3 separate regions of the Bombyx mori genome follow, and regions 2 and 3 are each linked to region 1. A link is a contact called in public Hi-C data. All regions are on one chromosome and are shown on one strand. The core of a region is the stretch at or near the end of the contact, and the rest is flanking DNA. Distances in the headings are between cores, read along the strand shown.

Region 1 (4,471 bases), core at 685-3,184:
TTAAACTACCTTTAAATATGTCTGCCACTCGCGAAAATAAAAAGCTAGCAATGTGTAGTGGTAACAATATCTCAAGAACTACCTTCCGTTTAGTTAAGAGCTGTCCTCATTTGGTATGATATTAAGTGACATCCGTTCTCAAAACCCAGAGCAATTGATTCAAACCCGTCACATAATATATGTAAGACGTAAGGCGTTATCTGACTTTATTATTTCCGATATTGGAATATTGAAAGGCGAGATTATAAAAATGGAAAAGCTTTTCTAATATAACCCCCTTGTTAAAAAGAACCAATTTATGAGTGAAGGTAGTAACCTCGCTCGTTCATATCTTGTAAATGATTTGAAGGAAAAAAAAATCGCGTTTTGTCGTGTCGTCTGTACTATTTCTAAGCCTGCCTATTTCTGCCGTGAAGCAGAAATGCGTTTCGGTCTGAAGGGTAGGGCAGCCGTTGTAACTATACTGAGATCTTAGAACTTATATCTCAAGGTGGGTGGCGCATTTACGTTTTAGATGTCTATGGGCTCCAGTAACCACTTAACACCAGGTGGGCTGTGAGCTCGTCCATACATCGAAGCAATAAAAAAAAAAAAAAAATACAACCAATAAAACGGTTAACTACTTCAAACGTACGAAAATCGAAAAATTACGATAACATTTCCACAATTTCGCCTTTTCGCATTAAAACAAGTAAGCATTTGGTATCACCAGTATTTTTCTCATAAATACTATCAAAAGAGCGTAGTTTAGTTGTAGTTTTTTTTACTTTACCTATGTTTTGGCTACTATTAAAAAAATTTATACATAATTTTATCTTACTTTAAAAGACAGTTAATGTAAATGGTAAAAAAAAAAATGTTGCAAATATGATTAATATTAAAAAGATTACATGTTACACCTTTAAGAGACTCTCCTGTAAAATTAGTAAGTTTTGAGATTATACAGTTTTAATGCGAGAAGACGATTCGTTGACGGCTTAAACATGAATACCGAGTCGTAAGTTAAAGTTTGATAAAATGTAAATAACAAATGTCGCCCGAGACAACTGGTCTCGATCAGCACCAACTGCTTCACGCCATATTGACTGCAGACGAGTTGAAACGGTTGTTTATAAAGCTTATTGTGCTTAGTGCGAGTTTTTTAACTTCTCGATCGCGTAAAAACTAACTCAAATTTGTATGGAGTTGGAACAGCGCCCCTAGCGGCAAACGAAGGGAAGCTGTTTCAATTCCATACAAATTTGAATTAACTTTTACGCAATCGGGAAGTTAAAAAACGCACATAGAATGGCAAAAGAACGTGCGACTCTGGTATTAAGCACTGGAACCAATACACGCATCAGCGTGAATACATCCCTGTACCAATCTTAGACTATGCAGTGGAGTTCTCATTTATTTATATAAATAATTAGTATTGCTGCGCGCGCGGACCCTCACAAACCCTATCCATCAGTATTTACTGTCAGACGCGTTCCGGTTTGAAGAGTTGGACAGCTGTTATACAATACAATAGAGACTTCGTTTTCAAGTGTCAAGGGCCGGTAATCACGTTGTGATGTCTGTAAGTTTCGGTGACCAATATAGACCACCTTATTTTGAAAACCACTACAAATCCGAAACTGATTTAATGAATTTTGTTTTCAAGTTTACTCAACAGTTAGCGCCTATACAAAGAAGCCTCACAATGTCCCGAGTTCGTACTGTACGGTGCACGAAGTCCACTCAAGTTACATTAAAAAGTTAACAGGACATTTAATTAAGGGCCGCTTCCTGCCCAATTTGTGGGGAGGTCTGGCCCTCGGAAGCCAATAGCGCGTGAATCCGTTCTCAAGGGTCAAGTTTCAAACTGGCGCTCACAATTTCGACGCTAAAACAGAATAGTGTAGCTAAAACAGCGCTCAGGTGTTTCAAGTTGGATCTACTTTCTCTTTTTAACTTTTGACGTTTTAGCGCCGTCGAGGCCTCTCACTCTCGCGCCAATTAGCGGGCCAGGTGATATGGCTTCGGCTCTGTAGTCTGTACTCGCGAGGCTGTCTCCGCAGAGGACGTAAGCGCTCAGGCCGCGTCCGTCTTCCGCAACGCACGCTCCACAAAACTAGAACCGTGCCAGGTGTCGGTGCCGTGATGTCGAAACAGTGAAACATTTGTGTGCAATTATCAGCTTCCTTCCCATTCGGATATCGGATTGCGTTACGAGTTTCACCATGGGCGACGTGAGTACCGTTTGTTTTAGTTCTAGTTTACGTCTGGTGCGTGCCAATTCAGCCGCGGGTTCGTAGGTCGTCGGCACGGGATAAGTGCAAGTAAGCGGTGCGATGGCGGGTCGTCGCTCGAGATCGACCTCCTTGTAATTAACGCGGACAATGTCGGTGTGTCGGTATGTGTGCCGACACGAGGGCCGGTAGAAAGCTTTTTGCGGGCCCCCGGTAATAGCTCGGTCGCAGTGCAGCATCGGTAAAAGTGTGCGAGATCACGAATGTACTGTTACACATCTGATAACGCTGCCTGCCGATACATTATCTTCGATATTGTTCGATGTATTTGCGTTTATTTGTGCCCGCTGTAGGTGAATACATGGCTATTGTCTTATCTCTGGCTATTAATCGTGCTCGTTAATAACCTTCGACGATTTTATTCTGCCTAACCTTTTTAAATACTTATTAGTACATATAATATCTCATAATACCAAATATCTCAAATTTCTGGCAAAGTATACAAATACAACTTGCAATCATCAAAAACTACCCTCGTATCGCAATGGGAACTACCATATTGTTAGGTTTGCGATTCTCAATATTCCTATATAGTTTCATCTTTGTTTACTTTACCAAACAACATTCGATCTCCTTATCTTGAATCATATGATTGATGAAATCTGACCATTTCGTTGCGATAGTACGAAATAAGTTTTATTCAGATCAATGTACCTAAGTACAAATATGATTGGGTATAGGGTGACGACAAGCGTGTAAACCTTTTTAAGTTACCTCCAATATTTACTTATGTACGTTATTTCATTACGGAATATTTTAACCTCCGTTGAAACCAATCCCAAAAAGTTTGCAAATCTAGACTTAGCTTAGATAGAAAAAAAATACAATACGTCTTGTGACGTAGACCGTAGTTTACATTATAAGTGATATCTTCTGTCCTACTCTTACAGCCATAATGCATGACCTCATCGCGGTAGAAATAGGCATGTCAGCAGTGCCGATTTAGTTCTGCCACTAGTGACGAAGTTAGTAATCCGCGTGAATGTTGCAAAGAATTCAATTAGACCGAGCAAAACGACTGTTACCAATAAGAGGTTAAATCGCCAGATGCTTATAGATTCCATTTACAATTAAGTCACTTTAAAAAAAAAGGCTTTAAAAATGGCTCTGCATAAATAAATAAAAAACATACTAATTCTTTTCTAGTTATTCAATAAATATAATTTGACTCAAGCAAAGGTATAAACACGGCAGAGTTATCTATAATTGAAGACATGAGCGGATGAAGGGGATATGATACAATTTGTTAATTTAGAGTAAACGGGTAACAAACTTTGGTTACTTATACTTTTTCTTCGTACGTAACTCCTTCATCACATGCGATTTCTAAAAATAGCCTTTAAACCGGAGTTTTGAGGTCTAATATGGTTTATACGCACATCACACCTTCATTCAATGTAAGAACTCATAAATCTTAAAAATTGTACTTAACCCCTTCATCCACTGATTTCTTCAATTGGTATATAATAAAATCTTAAATTCAACAATATCGGTCATGATCCGTAACAGTTACGCAGAGCAGAGCCGTTGGACGACAAAACGCCTGGTTGTCCGCAGCGCTGGTTCCCGTGACGAATTCAATTCAACTAGTAAACATTGATTCCGTTTATAGACCTTGTAATCTGTGTAACTATAGAGCTTTGTATTTGTCGGCGCTAGAAGCAGAACGTCGGTTCGGCTTTTGCTTCTATGTCCTTTTTTTCCTACCTAAGCTGATAGCCTTGAGTATATCAGCGTAACCTTAACTAGCAGGTGAGCTCACGGGGCTCAAACCTGACGACGTTGCTAACACGAACACTAGCAAGAGCCGTGCTTCGTAGAATCTACCACCGGATCGGAAACCCGACCCACTGAGAAGATCCGGCGAGAAACTCTGTGGGCTGTGTCTGTGAGTTAATTTACTCGTCGAGCCCTTCGTCGCGAGTGACGGGTTCGATGAGAACGATGACCGGTCTCTGTCCTGGGGTCTCGACTTTACACTATAAGTTTTAGATCAATTCCTCATTAAAACCTTATGTTCGAAAAGTCCGCACAGATAATAGATACATTAGAATTTGAAATATTCATGTTAGACAATTTGAAAAGAAAGTATTTAGCTTGACGGGTCTGCATTTAAACACTTGTGAATCAAGATACCGATTCAGTTGTTATGAATAATTGCGATATTAACGCACTTTTTGCAATATCTGAAGTAACAT
Region 2 (4,650 bases), core at 728-3,227, 38 kb after region 1:
TAAACAAAATCATGTATAAGTTATATTTGGGAGTCGAAAATCACTGACTTTATCAGTGTGCTTAGTGCGAGTTTCTTAACGTACTCGATAGCGTAAAAGTTAACCCAATTTTGTATGCAGTGGGAACAGCGCCCCTAGCGGCAAACGTAATCAAACGATCCCATTCCATACAAATATGAGTTAACTTTTACGTTATCGAGAACGTTAAAAAACTCGCACTAAGCACACAGATCGGTCATGTTTCACAATTGAAATCAAATCAAATCAAATCAAAAAAAATTTATTCAACATAAATGAAAGTACATACTTGTTGAACGTCAAAAGAACTACCGCCACATTCACAAAAAATAGCCTCCGTCCTGAGAAGAATTGGCAAGAAACTCAGCGGGCATGTCTTTTTTTTTTAATATTATATAAAAAAAAAAAAAAAAAGATTTTTTTTAAATATTCATGATCATCAAAATGCGAGACACGCTAAGGTAGCTGAACTTTTTTTTTTAATTTTTTTTTATGACGTATAGTCAAACGAGCATACGGCCCACCCGATGGTGAGTGGTTACCGTCACTCATGGACGTCAGCAATGTCAGGGGCAGAGCCAAGCCGCTGCCAACCGTTTAATACTCTCCACAAGCCTCGTTTGAAGAAGGACATGTCATATTGCAACACTTATCTGTTAGACTAAATTCCGAAGCAAAGCATTCCCCTATGATAATGAGGCACTGTGAGAAAACCTCACAGCGCGTACAGCAGTGGCTCGTTAACGTAGACCCTTGTTCCAAAGCATATACAAAGGGCGAGGAGCTCCTTGTTAAAGAATGTGATGTACAAACATATTTTTTTTGTTGTTCGTTTACTTTTCTTAATACTTTGACCTGAACAGTTGAACCAACGTTAGAATGAACGCGATTAAATTTGACTTACACTGTTTTGGATGCTATAGATATACGAGCACACGGCCCACCTGGCGGTGAGTGGTTACTTTCGCTCGTGCCTACCGTAATTCTCAAGGTAAGTGATGGTATATGACATGCTAGTATTTTTCCGCTTCCGCATGCCACAGACACAGCCCACTGAGTTTCTCGCCGGATCTTCTCAGTGGGTCGCGTTTCCGATCCGGTGGTAGATTCTGCGAAGCACTGCTCTTGCTAGGGCCAGTGCCAGCAACTCTCTGGTTTGAGTCCCGTGCGCTCACCTACACGTTAGCGTGAAGCTGAAATAGCCTCGCAAGGCTATCAGCATAGGTAGGGAAAAAAAAACCGCTTCCACATCCGTATTGTGGTGGTGCAGGTTCGGCTTTGAGACAATAATCAACTTTTTGCAATATTCTGTATTTTAAAACATGAGTAGCTTTAGATAGAATACTATCTATAGAAATCACTTCCAATAAGGATTGGCAATTAATAGAACGAAGACTGGGAGCTTCTCGCTCCCTTTCTGTCTGTCTCTCTCTCTCTCTCTCTTTCTCTTTCTCTCACTCTCTCTCTCTCTTTCGTACACCAGCGTTTCAATCGGGTTGGCGTTATAAACCTTTATGTACATCCTTTTTTATTTTATGAAAATTACCGCCAACCTCTAGAATCCAGAATCTAATTTCTAGAGTCTAGAGTCTACTACTAATCTAGAGTCTAGATATAAAAGATTTTAACTAATTCCTTGTCGAATTTATATTAATAACATAACAAAAAAGACAATACCATACGCACTCGAGTGATATTCGCAAATAAGGTCGTACAATAAATTTCAACCCTTGAAAGTATTTTTTTGGGACGAAGAGATTTCTGGTCTCCCAGAGGCCTTTTTGGTTACACCAGGACAGGTTTGTTAACAGCTGCCCGAGCGCCTCCAAGAGACCTAAAAGCTCAAAGGCTATGTTGCTTCACGAATTAATCCGGAATCCCAACCCATTGAGAATATGGCTCTAACGTATGCCGCGAAGCCATCGTGCTGGACGGTGTAGCTGTCTATAGTATGTGATGTCATCGGCGTCACGGCCAGTCTTCATAATGTGACCATTAGATTTGGTTGAACTGTATAACAGAGCATATCATAGCCCGAACAGCCGTTTACCTGCGCGCTTATACTATTGTTATGTTACGCTGTCATCTCGCCGACTCGCCGACTCATGTCATACAATCAACTGTATGTAACGGGTTCATAGTTCAGGAAAATAAGAGTACAATATACCAATACCAACTAACGCAAAATACTACTGCTGCTTTTTACTGGTGATAGGACCTCTTGTGAGTTCGCACGGGTAGGTACCACGGGCCTGACTAGCCCGTGAAGCAGTAATGCGTTTCGGTTAAGACTTGAGAAGCCGTTGTAACAATACTGAGACCTTAGAACTCATATCTCAAGGTGGGTGGCGCATTTACGTTATAGGAGCTCCGATAACTACTTAACGCCCGGTGGGCTGTGAGCTCGTTCACCTATCCATACAATAAGAAAAACCTAGCAAGCGTCCGGCATTGACGGAACTCACGAGCTAACCCTGAACATTTTTAATAAGCAATAATAAGACATCACGTGACAATACTCAGCCTGGGCTGCGACTGTTCACAGAGGAATTCAACAGCCCACTGAGTTTCTCGCCGGATCATCTCAGTGGGTCGCGTTTCCGATCCGGTGGTAGATTCTGCGAAGAACTGCTCTTGTTAGGGCCAGTGTTAGCAACATCCTCAGGTCAGAGCTCCGTGAGGTCATTAATTCGCTCGGTTACGGTGGCATAGCCCTCTATGTTTGTAATTTGTGCCTCGTTATTAGCGCTACAGTAAGTTCGAACTAGTCTTACAATTTTATTTAGTTTTTAGTGTGTCCGAGGACGCGTGTAATGACAAAGCCGGTTGTTTACGCACTACTTTATTATATTGACGGCGGACGCAGCCGCCGAGCTTACATACCTAACAGTTTTCATTGCTAAATGCTTCTTTACTCAATTCTCTGCCCCTTGTGGTCTATTTGAGAATTGTTGGTAGGATGTCCTGATCTGCCCATTTATACCTCGAAACAGTAATGCGTTCCGGTTTGAACAATGGCACCGCTGGTAGACTTCACAACACACACAGTGACGGCCTTCGCTTTGTCACGTGTCCAATGTCAAACTCGAGACTACGCGTAAAAAAGCTGCCGCTGAGCCAATAGCAAAAACCAATTTACTTTCTATATTTAAAATGTTTACTTTTTAGGCAACTTTATCGTGTCCACGGAACAAAACAAGCGAACAGACAAATACTTTCACTAACCTCTGTAAAAGTGCATTCAACTTTTATTAAAGAAAATGTTCTGAAATAAGCTGAAAATGGTATTGCAATCCCGAGGGCATTAAGTTCTGTGTTCCGACTGTAGCAGTGAATTTAATTTAGTTCTTTTCTGACTAGTTGAAGAGTCGCGAGAAAATGCCGTAGAAATCCACCAACCAAGTGAGCTTTATTAGCCGTTTACTAAATACGATATTCTGTAAGATAGCAATGGTCTTCTTACATCCCACTAAGCACTATAATGGTTTGTAAAGTATTTGGATTGATAAGATTGAGATAAGATGATTCCATATTCTCTTTTTTACCATCGCACCGCCCGCCACCGGAATAGAGTTCATTCATAGTGCGCTTCTAGATATCTTTTTGCCACGTACCATCCGGCTTTGTAATGATCCCCTTCCACGGTGTTTCCCGAGCGCTACGACTGTCCTTCTTCAAACGAGGCTTGTGAAGAATACTTAACGGTAGGCAGCAGCTTGTCTCTGCTCCTGGCATTGCTTTAGCCCATGGTTGACGCAAACCACTCACCATCAGGTGGGCCGTATGCTAGTCTTCCTACAAAGGCTATAAAAAAAAGCTTCATAATAATACGTAACATAAAAAGTAATAAATTAAATAAACAATATGATTCTTATCTCGCAGACAGTGTCCGTATACTCTCTCCTATAAATAAACGTGTTATCCTCAAGCCATGTAATTTGAGTTGAGAACGGTTGAGAAACTTTCAAATATTTATATTTATTGGTCCTGAAGTTTTATGTAATAATGACGACAGACTGGATCGTATCTAATTGAAGAAATGCCGACAAGGAGAAAGGAGCGATGTGTAAAATTACAAGAGTACTTACCGAATGTTAATTCGCATTAACACTCATGCAGTAATAACAATAATCATAGCCTTTACTGTCCAGTTGAGTTTAGGGCTTGGTACAGAATGACAGTCATTGCTAATGCAATGCACGTCGTGAGGCACCTGCTCACTCCAGAGATCAATTTTGACACGTACGATCCGGATGTAAAATGCGACATCTCTGCTCCCAAACGGCCATCAGTGCACCGTATGAACCGTGAGGTCGCAGTCTAAGCTAAGAAAGAAAACCGGGGTCAAGAACCTCCTGATGAATAACACTGACAATTCTCCCTAGTTAGCAGATAGATTCATCTTTGTAAGGTTTGTTCATACAAAGTTGAAGTAACCTCCACCCTGTAAAGATTACAGCTGAGAACCGCAATCACAGATAAATTTAAAGAATTAAAAGTGAATGGTGGTCAGTTGTCGAGTTTGCTGCGAGCGCGGGTTCGCTCTTCCAATAGTCTGGTATACAAACTAATTTTAATGTTCGAACTGATAATACATTCCCAGCGTTTGCCATTTTTTTACGTGCCTCTAGT
Region 3 (4,860 bases), core at 44-2,543, 61 kb after region 1:
TTCCACCATCCTACCGATGTCTGCCGCAGACTGTGCATTCTGATTTGTAGTGTACGATAGCCATTTTCCAATACGTTTTAGATTTCCATCTAAAGGTCTGCAGTGGCCTTCAGTTGGTGATGTCTTCAAAAATCTGCATTGGAATACACCGAAACCGTCTTAAAGCTCCAATCCGAAGGTTCCTTATTCGTTGTAAAAAAATTCTAGATTCGACATTCTGGTTCTGGTGAGAAATGTTGTGTAACGGGTCAGTTTGCGTGCTAAGTCGCCACTGACCTCCAGATTGAGACAATTAAACCGTTTCAAACGGAACATATTCAGATCACACGCAACAACGCTAAAACAGAGAAAACATAAAGTTTTATTGTTTCTTAAATGGTGTAGACGGGTTGAGAAGTTCACAAGCTCTATTCTATTCTATTCTATCAGCCCATGGACGTCCACTGCTGGACATAGGCCTCCCCCAAGCCTCGCAACAAAGACCGGTCCTGCGCTGCCTGCATCCAGCGGATCCCCGCGAACCTCAATAGGTCTTCGTTCCACCTTGTGGGAGGCCTACCCACGCTACGTCTCCCAGTACGCGGTCGCCGCTCAAGAACCTTCTAGCCCCAACGGCCATCTGTTCACAAGCTCATCTGGTGTTAAATGGTTACCATTGACTGTAAATATCACAATCTGATTGTCGCTATTTGAGATGTGAAATCAAATTGAGTACTCCATTTATTTATTTTTTTAGTTGTACCAACATGGCAGCAACAAAGTAGGTAGGTAACTATGGGTAATCGTCAGTGCAATAGTTGACAATGTCTTGTGATAGAAAAGTAAGATTAATTGACTAAAAATACAATGAATAATTTTAAAGAATATGAAATCGAGAACTTTAATAATATTTATCACTGTACTGGAACGTATTGTAAGCCTACCCGGGTAGGTACCACCATCTTGCCAGTTTCTGCTACGCTATCTTATTTGTGATCTATTTTATTTGTGATACCAATAAAATAGATGGCGTGGGCCATTTCAGTAAATACATGCGTTCCTTTCTTAACAATGAAATTATATCCATAAAATATATTAATCATCCAAATAATATAATAGATATTATTAGAGATAAGATAATGCTTTTCGAGTGGTTTGTGAATTTTCAAGCCGCAGCACTGAAGTCGAGTTCAAGTTCTAGTTAAGAGTTTGAGATTGAGTAATAAATTCTCAATCATGAGTTTAATGACATTCTAAAGTATCTAAAGTATTTGAGCGCCATCTAGTAGAAACGTAAAGTGGGTGCTAACTAACTCGAACAGCCGGCAGATGGCGCTATTTGCGGATTCACTGTTATTATTGTCCTAGGGTTGGGAGGGCTCAACTTGAATGGATGAATGGTAAATGGTAATAAATAGATGGTAAATATTTCGTGAGCAGATAAGAAGGCTGTAGTCAACACACTTCATTTCTATATTCTTAACAGCTATTGTAGATAACGTTCAAGCTAATTTAAAAAGAGATCGCGTATTTTTGGTGGTCGTATCATGTTAGGGATCATCACCACCACCACCGGCTTCGTCTTCGGGAAAGCTGTGTACAATCAACATCACAATTAATTGAGTCAGCAATCGGAATAGCCAGACGGAATACAGTTCACGACCGTTTTACATAAATCACTAAATAAATAAATAAAGACATACTGGACACAAGTATTCAGTGACAAACATTATTTTCAAAATTAAATTCTCCTGGAAATTCTTTTGTTTTATTTTTTTCTCGTGCTGGCTCACGGAATCTACCTGAGAGAATTTACTAACACTGACCCTAGTAAGAGCATTGCTACGCAGAACTACCACCGGATCGAAATCGCGACCCACTGAGAAGATTTTACGAGAAACTCAGCGGGCTATGTCCATGAGCCAGGTTCGACGCTTGGAGTGCCGAAAAGCACCTAGACTGGATCCGGAGGATTCGACACGCCATGTTTAGGGCGACAGTTTGCGTTCCGCCGACACTTGATTCAGGAAGTCAACTGAACTTCTAACTAGAAGCGCCACGATTAGAGGGTTACCAACGTAAAGTTCAGTGGCTACAGTCAGAGAACTTTACTGGAGGAATGTTGCCGCCGCAACATTGCCGCCACCTGGTCGAACTAACGGTCATCGGTCGGGAGCACTTGGTGCGCAGGGAACAATGGATCTAGTAATTGTAAAATGAGAAATGACACCAAAAACCGACATCTTTTTGCAGTGATTTTTACGGCACTTCCCGATCACCTAGGAAACTGAAACTTGTTACAGTCGATTCGACTTGCCGTCAATTTAGTGAATACGAATTTATGATTTTCTTAAAATAAAGCTGGGTTTTTTCTCACTAATATTCCAAAAATGTATCTGCAATAACTAGGTACTATATTTTGTGTACCTATTCGAAACGCCTCCAGCGGTACGTTACCGCGCCGGTGAGTGCTGATCAGTCATAAAGTGATTACCAAAATAGTACTTAATCCACTTAAATATTTAGTAGTTCTTCGAGAGCTACACCACGGCCGACGACACACACCTAAATAAATTAGCTGAAGGCCGGTCAATTAAAATCCAATTACAAAGAAATTGCTAACTGGATTTATTGTAGAAATAGTCATGACTGATATTGTTTCATGAAGAGCCATGAAACGGGCTATGTTAGGCGTTTCTCTACGGGATAGAATGCGCAATACCGAAATCCGCAGAAGAACTGGTTTGACTTATATAGCCAAAGAGATTGCTCGGAAAAAGTGGAAGTGGGCCGGTCACATATACCGTCGCACTGACAATCGATGGGGCACAAAAGTATTGGAGTGGAGACCTCGTACTGGACGTCGTAACGTGGACAGATAGCCAACTGGGTGGACCGATGACCTGGTAAAAGTGGTTGGTAGGGATTGTATGAGAAAGGCAAGAGACCGAAGAGAATGGGGTGCATTCAAAGATACCTACACACAGCATTGGGTGGATATGGGTTGAAGAAGAGATATTGTTCCAGGTCAATTAATAATATTACAGAAGTTAGGACGTACTGTGAACGCGCGTGGGCAAGTGCTGCTATCCTGACGAAATCTACCACGAATTCCGTTGCCTTGTGTCTATGGACGTCTGAAACCACTCATTACCAGGAGGACCGCAAACTCAAATCCCATATAGCAATACGTAAGGCAATGTGAGTGATATTAAAAGCCTTTTGTATTTATTTTTATTGAGCGCTAGTGCTATTTAAATTTCACAGGGACTAGCTTTTTTAGGATTTAAGCTTTAGCTTTATGTTACACCGCCGAGTTTATTTCCAAACTCTAATATATACATTCATCAAAGATAGCGATCATAAAACAATAGATTTTTTAATATTACTTTCCTGACATATAATATAGTAGGTACGTAGAGCATTCATTGTGTTCTAAAAAAGACGTGAAGTTTCTTTGCAACGTATTGAAATTTACAACCACAAGAGTATTGAGAATTGTTTCTGGAATTTCTTTTTCCAATATTGGCCTGGTGGTCGTACCTACCCGTGCGGACTCACAAGAGGTCCTACCACCAGTAATTACGCAAATTACAATTTTGCGGGTTTTATTTTTTACTACACGATGTTATTCCTTCGCCGTGGAAGTCAATCGTGAACAGTTGTTGAGTAAGTATTTCATTAGAAAAATTGGTACCCGCCTGAGATTCGAACACCGGTGCATCGCTCAACACGAATGCACCGAACGTCTTATCCTTTAGGCCACGACGACTCTTTGATCAACCTTCAGGCGTTCTATGTGGAGTAAAAGCTTTAAATATATCCAAACATTGTTTTTTGCCGTCTTAACAATGAACTTACACATATATTAATACAGCATTACAGGGCTTATATGAGTTTTGATCCAGTTGAGCCAATTATGGTAACAAGATAAAAGTGGATTAACTTTTATAATGAGTCCACATCATTACACCACACGTGATTGTTTAAAATCAGCTTAACGCCTGAACGTAACATAATAGCAAAATCTTTTAAGTATAAATAATCTAATACTCAATGCGGGCGTTGTACAGTGTCGAGGATACAATTGTGTTTTTATTTAATGTTTTTTTTGTAAATAGTGTAAAAAAATATTTTATTGTAAAAAAAGCGTGGGGTGCATGGTATCAGTAGCTATAAATATTTTATAAATAGATATGAGTAGAAGGGTTATTTTGTATTCTGAAAAGCACCCCACGCTATTTTACAATAAAATCATTTTTTCTTACACTATTCTTAATTCAAATTTATTAAAATTTATTTTCTCTTTTTTTAGTTGGATTTCTATAAAAGCGTAATTTGTTAGTTTCTTTCAACTATTATTTATATAATAAATCTTTTCCTCTTTGTCACTACAGAACTAGACAAGATGTTAGACGCAGTCATTCGCCTGATTAGAAGTAAGGAGCACCATCTGAGTGTATTCAACAGTGTGCGCTGAAAGGAAGCAAATTAAAGTGGTGCCATAGTAGCAAGTGGAAAGATTTAAAAAACAGCGCCATAATTGCCATAAGCTACCACACTTCAGTTCCATCCAGCACCCTGTTTCAAACTGCTATATTCATATAATTCCCACTTCCTACACTAGCGCTATTTCGGTGGGTCTTAGAACAATAATTTGGTGTTTACAGGTGGACACTTTTTTAACTTGTCCCCTATACAAGATGGTGGCTCTTATCTCTACTCTCCATAATTCAACTGGAATCCAAATTCTAGACATTAAGCTTGCCAGTACATTGTTTTTCAATAATTTCAAGTGCACAGCCACTGGCTTCTCATATTTTAGTCGTGTCGAACGAAAGCAAATAATACAGATTACAAATAACTTCGATAAATTGTCTA

What was found. Hi-C and Micro-C count contacts between places; a contact is called where the count stands out from the background.
Region 2: a Hi-C map of midgut shows a contact between it and region 1, with 10 times the contacts expected there. The contact joins the enhancer-like site here to the promoter of LOC101735915 in region 1. A contact is called at or near these places in 5 of 7 Hi-C or Micro-C datasets (middle silk gland, midgut and whole pupa).
Region 3: a contact with region 1 is called in a Hi-C map of posterior silk gland, with 2.8 times the contacts expected there. The contact joins the enhancer-like site here to the promoter of LOC101735915 in region 1. A contact is called at or near these places in 2 of 7 Hi-C or Micro-C datasets (posterior silk gland and whole pupa).

The regions. Positions count from the first base shown.
Region 1 is chr18:699,993-704,463 of ASM3026992v2, reverse strand. It overlaps LOC101735915, which reads left to right and starts at 1,934. Exons shown (of 2, transcript XM_012690188.4): 1 at 1,934-2,213. The coding sequence starts at 2,205.
Region 2 is chr18:661,893-666,542 of ASM3026992v2, reverse strand. No RefSeq gene overlaps it. Among protein-coding and RNA genes, the nearest start is that of LOC101735915, 38 kb to the left of the region's middle. Within about 2 kb of position 1,977, at least 3 of the 8 cell types and tissues checked have open chromatin away from gene starts, as enhancers often do.
Region 3 is chr18:638,199-643,058 of ASM3026992v2, reverse strand. No RefSeq gene overlaps it. Among protein-coding and RNA genes, the nearest start is that of LOC101735787, 17 kb to the right of the region's middle. Within about 2 kb of position 1,293, at least 6 of the 8 cell types and tissues checked have open chromatin away from gene starts, as enhancers often do.